2 separate regions of the Mus musculus genome follow, and region 1 is linked to region 2. Evidence: chromatin contacts called from public promoter capture Hi-C data. All regions are on one chromosome and are shown on one strand. Each heading gives the region's core, a stretch centred on a gene start, on an enhancer-like site or on the middle of the called end of the contact. The rest is flanking DNA. Distances are from core to core; before and after follow the strand shown. Region 1 has its middle 22 kb from the start of Gm51629. Region 2 has its middle 43 kb from the start of Gm51629.

What was found. Capture Hi-C pulls out chosen DNA fragments and counts their contacts.
Region 1: a contact with region 2 is called in a promoter capture Hi-C map of pancreatic islet. The contact joins two enhancer-like sites. A contact is called at or near these places in 1 of 484 Hi-C or Micro-C datasets (cortical neurons) and 1 of 9 other capture datasets (pancreatic islet).

Annotation. Positions count from the first base shown.
Region 1 is chr1:66,250,797-66,253,701 of GRCm38.p6, reverse strand. It overlaps a transcript of Map2 not described here. Among named protein-coding and RNA genes, the nearest start is that of Gm51629, 22 kb to the right of the region's middle. Within about 2 kb of position 1,506, at least 26 of the 459 cell types and tissues checked have an H3K27ac peak or open chromatin away from gene starts, as enhancers often do. A contact at or near this core is called in pancreatic islet, where this site is marked.
Region 2 is chr1:66,185,964-66,188,663 of GRCm38.p6, reverse strand. It overlaps a transcript of Map2 not described here. Among named protein-coding and RNA genes, the nearest start is that of Gm51629, 43 kb to the left of the region's middle. Within about 2 kb of position 1,418, at least 44 of the 459 cell types and tissues checked have an H3K27ac peak or open chromatin away from gene starts, as enhancers often do. A contact at or near this core is called in pancreatic islet, where this site is marked.

The DNA of each region.
Region 1 (2,905 bases), core at 257-2,756, 65 kb before region 2:
GACCTCAGGAGACAATCTATGTCTGGTACTGAAATCCCAGCCAACAATAATGCCTGAAAAGGTCATAGACCCAAGGAAGGAGCTGTTCATGAGCTAAACTGACTTAAGTATTAATGTGTCTTCTAAATATATACACCATACACACAGACAAATGCTACTCTCAGTCTCAATCCCAGATGCCTCTTTTTGCAGTGAATGAAGGTGAGTACACAGGTCGTTAGAAGAATATAAGAAACAAGAGGCCTGGAGAAGGGCCCTGAAATGCTATTCTCTAGGTGGAACCTAGCCATTGAAGTCATGAACTGAGAGACTGTAGTAATTTGCACTGGGCCTGAACAAGACTGGCTCTTTTCACAGTCTGTCATGGATGGAGGAATGACGTATGGGGCTTTATCCTCTACTTAGGAACCACTGACTAGTGATTCTAGGGAAAGTGGGGTCACTGTTTTCACCTGTACCTCTGCTGCTGACCCACCAAGCTCCAAGGAATAGCTCCAAACGCATGGCCACAAGTCCAGTGGGTTAAACTTGGAGGGTCATAAAAGAAACAAACCAGAATGCAAGGAAGAGATGTGTAGGCAAGGGAGTGTAAAGGAGCTAAGAGAGGGTGGGAGATGAGTAATTGTATGAAATTGTCAGCATTGATTCAATTAATAATAATCATGATAATAATAATAAAGAAATATATATATATATTTGAATGCATAGTCATTTATTTAGACTATACTAAGGAGTAAATTTTTTTAAAACAAATGCTAGGCTAAGTTAAGTATTTCAATGCTCATTCAACCCCAAAGCATGTCAAATATAAAGTAACATGATTTATAAATAGTTTTTAAATCATCCTGAGCAAATATCTACCCTACTTTTTTCTTTATTAAATAGCTAACTATCAATAGGCTTAAATCCAACAGGTTTTATTTATTTATTTAATTTCATACAGATTAAACAACAGGAAAGCCATATGCACTTGAAAAAGACAAAAAAGAAATAATAGTACCCATTCACCTGACAGAGGGAGGGTGAGGGGTGCGTGCGTGCGTGCGTGCGTGTGTGCGTGTGTGTGTGTGTGTGTGTGTGTGTGTGTGTGTGTGTGTGTTACTGGCAACAGGACAGTGACATCAGAATTGTGGCCAGAAAAAGTACTTATTTACTCTGTGCCTGCTATATATTAGGCACTTTGACTCAAAGAGTTAAATCCAGAGTTTAGAATGGAAATTCTTGGTTAATGTAAGCAAGAATGAAAGCCCAGTGTTTTCTTTACGTTACTCTTTAACAAAAAGCCCAGGCACAAATCTAGCAACACCTGGTGTTCTGCTCTTTATGAGCAGTGAAAATCCTCCTTGCCTTCGGGGCTTAGTTTATAAATTTATTTTTCATTCTGAATTCCTGTCCTACAGAAGAAAATAGAGGGGTAAATAGATTCCCAAGCCCATCTGTGTGAGGGACCTCTAAGGCTCTGTTATTACTCCAACCTCAGATGAAGCTGTTTAGAGTGGCTCCTAAAAGCCAGCTAATGAGAAAACAGAACAAAGAAAGGACATCTTAGCATTCTGCTCGTTAATTAACACGAGTGATTCACAAATGCACTTTCAACTCTGCTCTCCTTACATAATGTGTTCTGTTTGAGGAACAAATTGTGGAACTAAATGTGTTTTCCTGTTCAGAAAGTAAACCATCCTTTAAAGTATAAGCCAGCCTTTGTTTATCTTTTAAGGAACGAAAATGAGGGCACATTTATTTCACCAAAACTTAGCTAGTGAGGTGACAGAGGTAAAACATTCAATAACCAAAGTAATGTAAAACACATACTGGCGAGAACAATGGTGGTTATTAGTGAGCCATGGTGTGATGTATACAGTTCATGCTTGATCCTGCTCTTGCTCACACTCTGGGCAGAATATCCTGAACCAGCAAGCTAAAGACTCAAAAAGCCCTTACAAAAGCTTATTTAAGCTAGTTCACAATCAATATAAGCACAGCACTGACCTTAATTCTTGCCAGCAGTCACAATATAGGTTGGTTCAGATCAATATAAATCTAAAAGGAAAAGAAAAAAAAATAACACCATTAGATTAAATCAGTCAGGTAAGTCAGCCTTTCTTTGTCTAAGAAGGAAAGCCAAGGCAGGCGTTAAACAACTTGTTTATTGTGCCCTAAAATGTACTGGCTGACACAGATCGCTTTACAACACACCATGCTTGTGTAGAAGTAACTTGTAAATTCACAGTAAATTTTAGGTTTCATTTTTAAAACGTGTAATAAATGTCAAAATTAGTTCCGATTTTTGCTTTCAGCATTTTATGCATTCAAAGAATTCCTAAGCATATAGTCAAAAACATCCACCTTCGACTTGTAAGATACCACCATTTGCCCTGGATATTTTCTTAGTAATTAAATTAACTCATTTGGACCCTGCCGTATATTTTCATCAACATGATGAGATGTGATGGGTACTGGAGACAACTGTATGATATTAATGAGAAATTCAGAAATAAAGCAACTAAGACTAGTGTCCTTATAGAAATTACAACATAGAAGCTCCTTTGTTCCTTTTGCCAGGTAAGGACAGCAAGGTAGCAGCCATCTATCTACACAGAATTGAACCTCATCAGTCACTGAATTGATGACCTTGGTGTTTTCAGCATTCTAAGCTTGGGAAATAAATCTCTGTTGTTTATAAGCCACCCCATCTACAATATGTTTGTTATAACAGCCTGGACCGTCTAAGACAGATCTTTAATCTGATTTAATACCCACAGAAAGTCTGTAGATCTTTAGTCCAGGATCATCAATCAGTCCAAAGGTAGTCAAGGTCAAAGAAGGCAATTTCATTGGCAATTTATCAGTCTTCTCATTGGTCCCCTGTGCATAAGCCTGGCCATTATTAAAATATGCTGAGATG
Region 2 (2,700 bases), core at 169-2,668:
TGTAATGTATATTGTATTCATTTAAAATATTATGTTAGATAAGTGACTACTCCAATCTTCACCATTGGTTTCTGAGTTTTGAAATTTTATTCCTCTCTTGTGATTTAACATATTAGTGAATAAGATACAAATCTTGCTACAGGGATTTAGAAGGTATAATTAAATCTCTGAACGCTGTGAAAGATTTTCAAAAATAATCTTCTTTTACAACCTCAAAAACGTGATTGCTGCAAGTTAAATACAAGTCAAGCTGTGGTCTAGGCTACTCAGGAGGTTTGGCATCTGCCTTCTGCTTCACTTTGCTGTTTCATTAGGTACCAGGTTCATCAGACTCCTATTATTTTTCTTCTGTATGGTTCTCAGCTATGCCAGGCTTCTGCCTGTGTTGATGTTACTCCCTGTGTTTGAACACTCACCCACTTCCATAGCTTGGTATTTATTAATCTTGCAAACAAAGGCAGTGCATCCCACTGAAACCAAGCTCTTGACACGCGCGCACACACACACACACACACACACATATATGTTTATATATATATATATATATATATATATATATATATATATGTATATGTATATATGTATATATATTTGTCTCTGGGCATTCATTTTTGTTTTATTTGCTAACTTTGTGTCTTCCTGATAAAACATTGCCTCTTTGAGGGCAGGAATTTGAATGGCTTCTCCTGAAATTCTTCACACTCAGAAAAGTCCCTGCTCTACCTTTAGGATCTGAAGCCCTCATTTAGTAAATGAGTACACTGATGAATAATTGCATGTGAGGTAAGAACTATTGAGGCCACACCAGCTTTTCAGTCAAGTGGCAAAGGAAGAGTGAGTGAGCCTTCCTCTTCATATAAGTATCTCATTTACTGAAATGTACACAATCTTAACTGTTTAAAGATAAAGTTTTAGCCTCAGACTATCAAATTGAATCTGAGTGGAAGGGCAGAGAATAAGTTTCACTTTCTCTCTCAGCTTTGCCTGCTTGCAACAGTTAAGATGGTTCCCCTGTAAATGGCTTCCAATAAAGACACTTCTGAGAAAAACATGCTCAGAATTTGCCATCTGTGTACACGTAAAATCCTGTAAGGAATACTATCCTGTCTTCTCAGTGATAAAACAGGCACTCCCACTCTGATGGTCAAATATGTTCCTCGAGAGGATCAGGACACCCTACTCGGTACTCTGTAATAGACATTCGAATGCCTTCACTCCCCAGAGAGGGCTAGCGTTTCGGTCTTCAGCAGAGAGCATGTTTCTCTTTAAATATTTAAGCATTCTTTCTGCTTAATTTCTTTCCTCCAAGATGCACTTCATGCCTTTCAAATATTTGTCAACTGAAGACTCCACAATGCCTAAGCAGCGTGGGTGCAGGTGTAGTGCTACTGAACACAGTAACCATGGCAACGCCTAATTCCCATTTAATTTGCTATTTCCTTAGAAGAAGCAAAAACACAAGAAGGATGAAGCACTGTAGGCAGAGAAACAGGAAGGCACGCAGGAGTGGGACGGTGAGTGGGAATTAGACACAGACAGCGGCCTACAGGCTTTCTCCTTCACTTCCTTTAACTAAAAATGCCAAGGCCGGGGAAGCACAAAAACTATTTTTGAGAAAACACATTTATGGTGCTGCATATCAGAAAAAAAGTTCAACCTGGCTATTTTGGTTGGACTCTCTTTGTACATAGGACCAAGTTTAAACACAACCCCAGTGAACCTGAAGACCTCGGTGAAGATAGTTCAAGGTGATTTAAACTCCTTGGCTATCCAGGTCCCCTGAGTCTGGGCATTCCTCCCCAGAGTCTAAGCTTCTATCCTGAGATCCAAGCCACAGGAATGGCCCTGGGGCAGGAGCCTCTAACTGTTTCCTGGATCAGATTTAGTCTCTGAGCTTTCACAGGAGAAGCTGGCACACATCTAGTTGGAATGGCCCTAAAATTCCGAGTCCCTCCCACTTTTATATCCATTTGACAGTCAACTGAGTCACAAGACTGGGCAGGTACAACTGCCACCTTACTCCACCCTTAGCTCAGAAAACAGAAACATAAGTAGGTCTGGGGACACAGAGCCAGAGTGGCATGTGTCTTCTATGGCACCCCTTAAAAACAGTGAGTCTGGGCACAAATTACACAGTCTCATACCTAGTTCCAAATTAACTACCTTAGGAAAGTCACTCATTGGCTGCCTGCCTCAGCTGGCTTACTGATCCATCTTTCTCTGTCGAATACCTTTAGATTCATATATAGTTAGTAAAATCTTGACAGCCGATGCCCCTTTAGGGCACAAAAGAATTGCTTTAGGAATATACGATTTTTTGCTTCTCAATTTAAGTGATTCATTTTTTTAACAGGGTCTCATGTAGCCTCAACCTGCTCTGTTGTAAAAGTTGACTTGATCCTCTGATCCTCCTGTTTTCATCTGCTCTACCACGAGCTGTTGATGCCACGCTGGAACTCTAACTCGGGGCTTCCTGCAAGCACTTTACCAATTGAACTGTATCCCTGGCCTAGTCTGAACAATTTAAAATATTACGGACATAATATTTCCAGGCATGTAAGTACACAATCCTTTTTTAAAGGCAGTAAGTTCTCATGGTTACAAAATGCAGCAGTGCTGTTTACAATACAAATATATTAGGAAGGTCGAGGTGAAGATTGTATTTCAAAACAGGTTACTCATTTTAATGATTTGTATTAA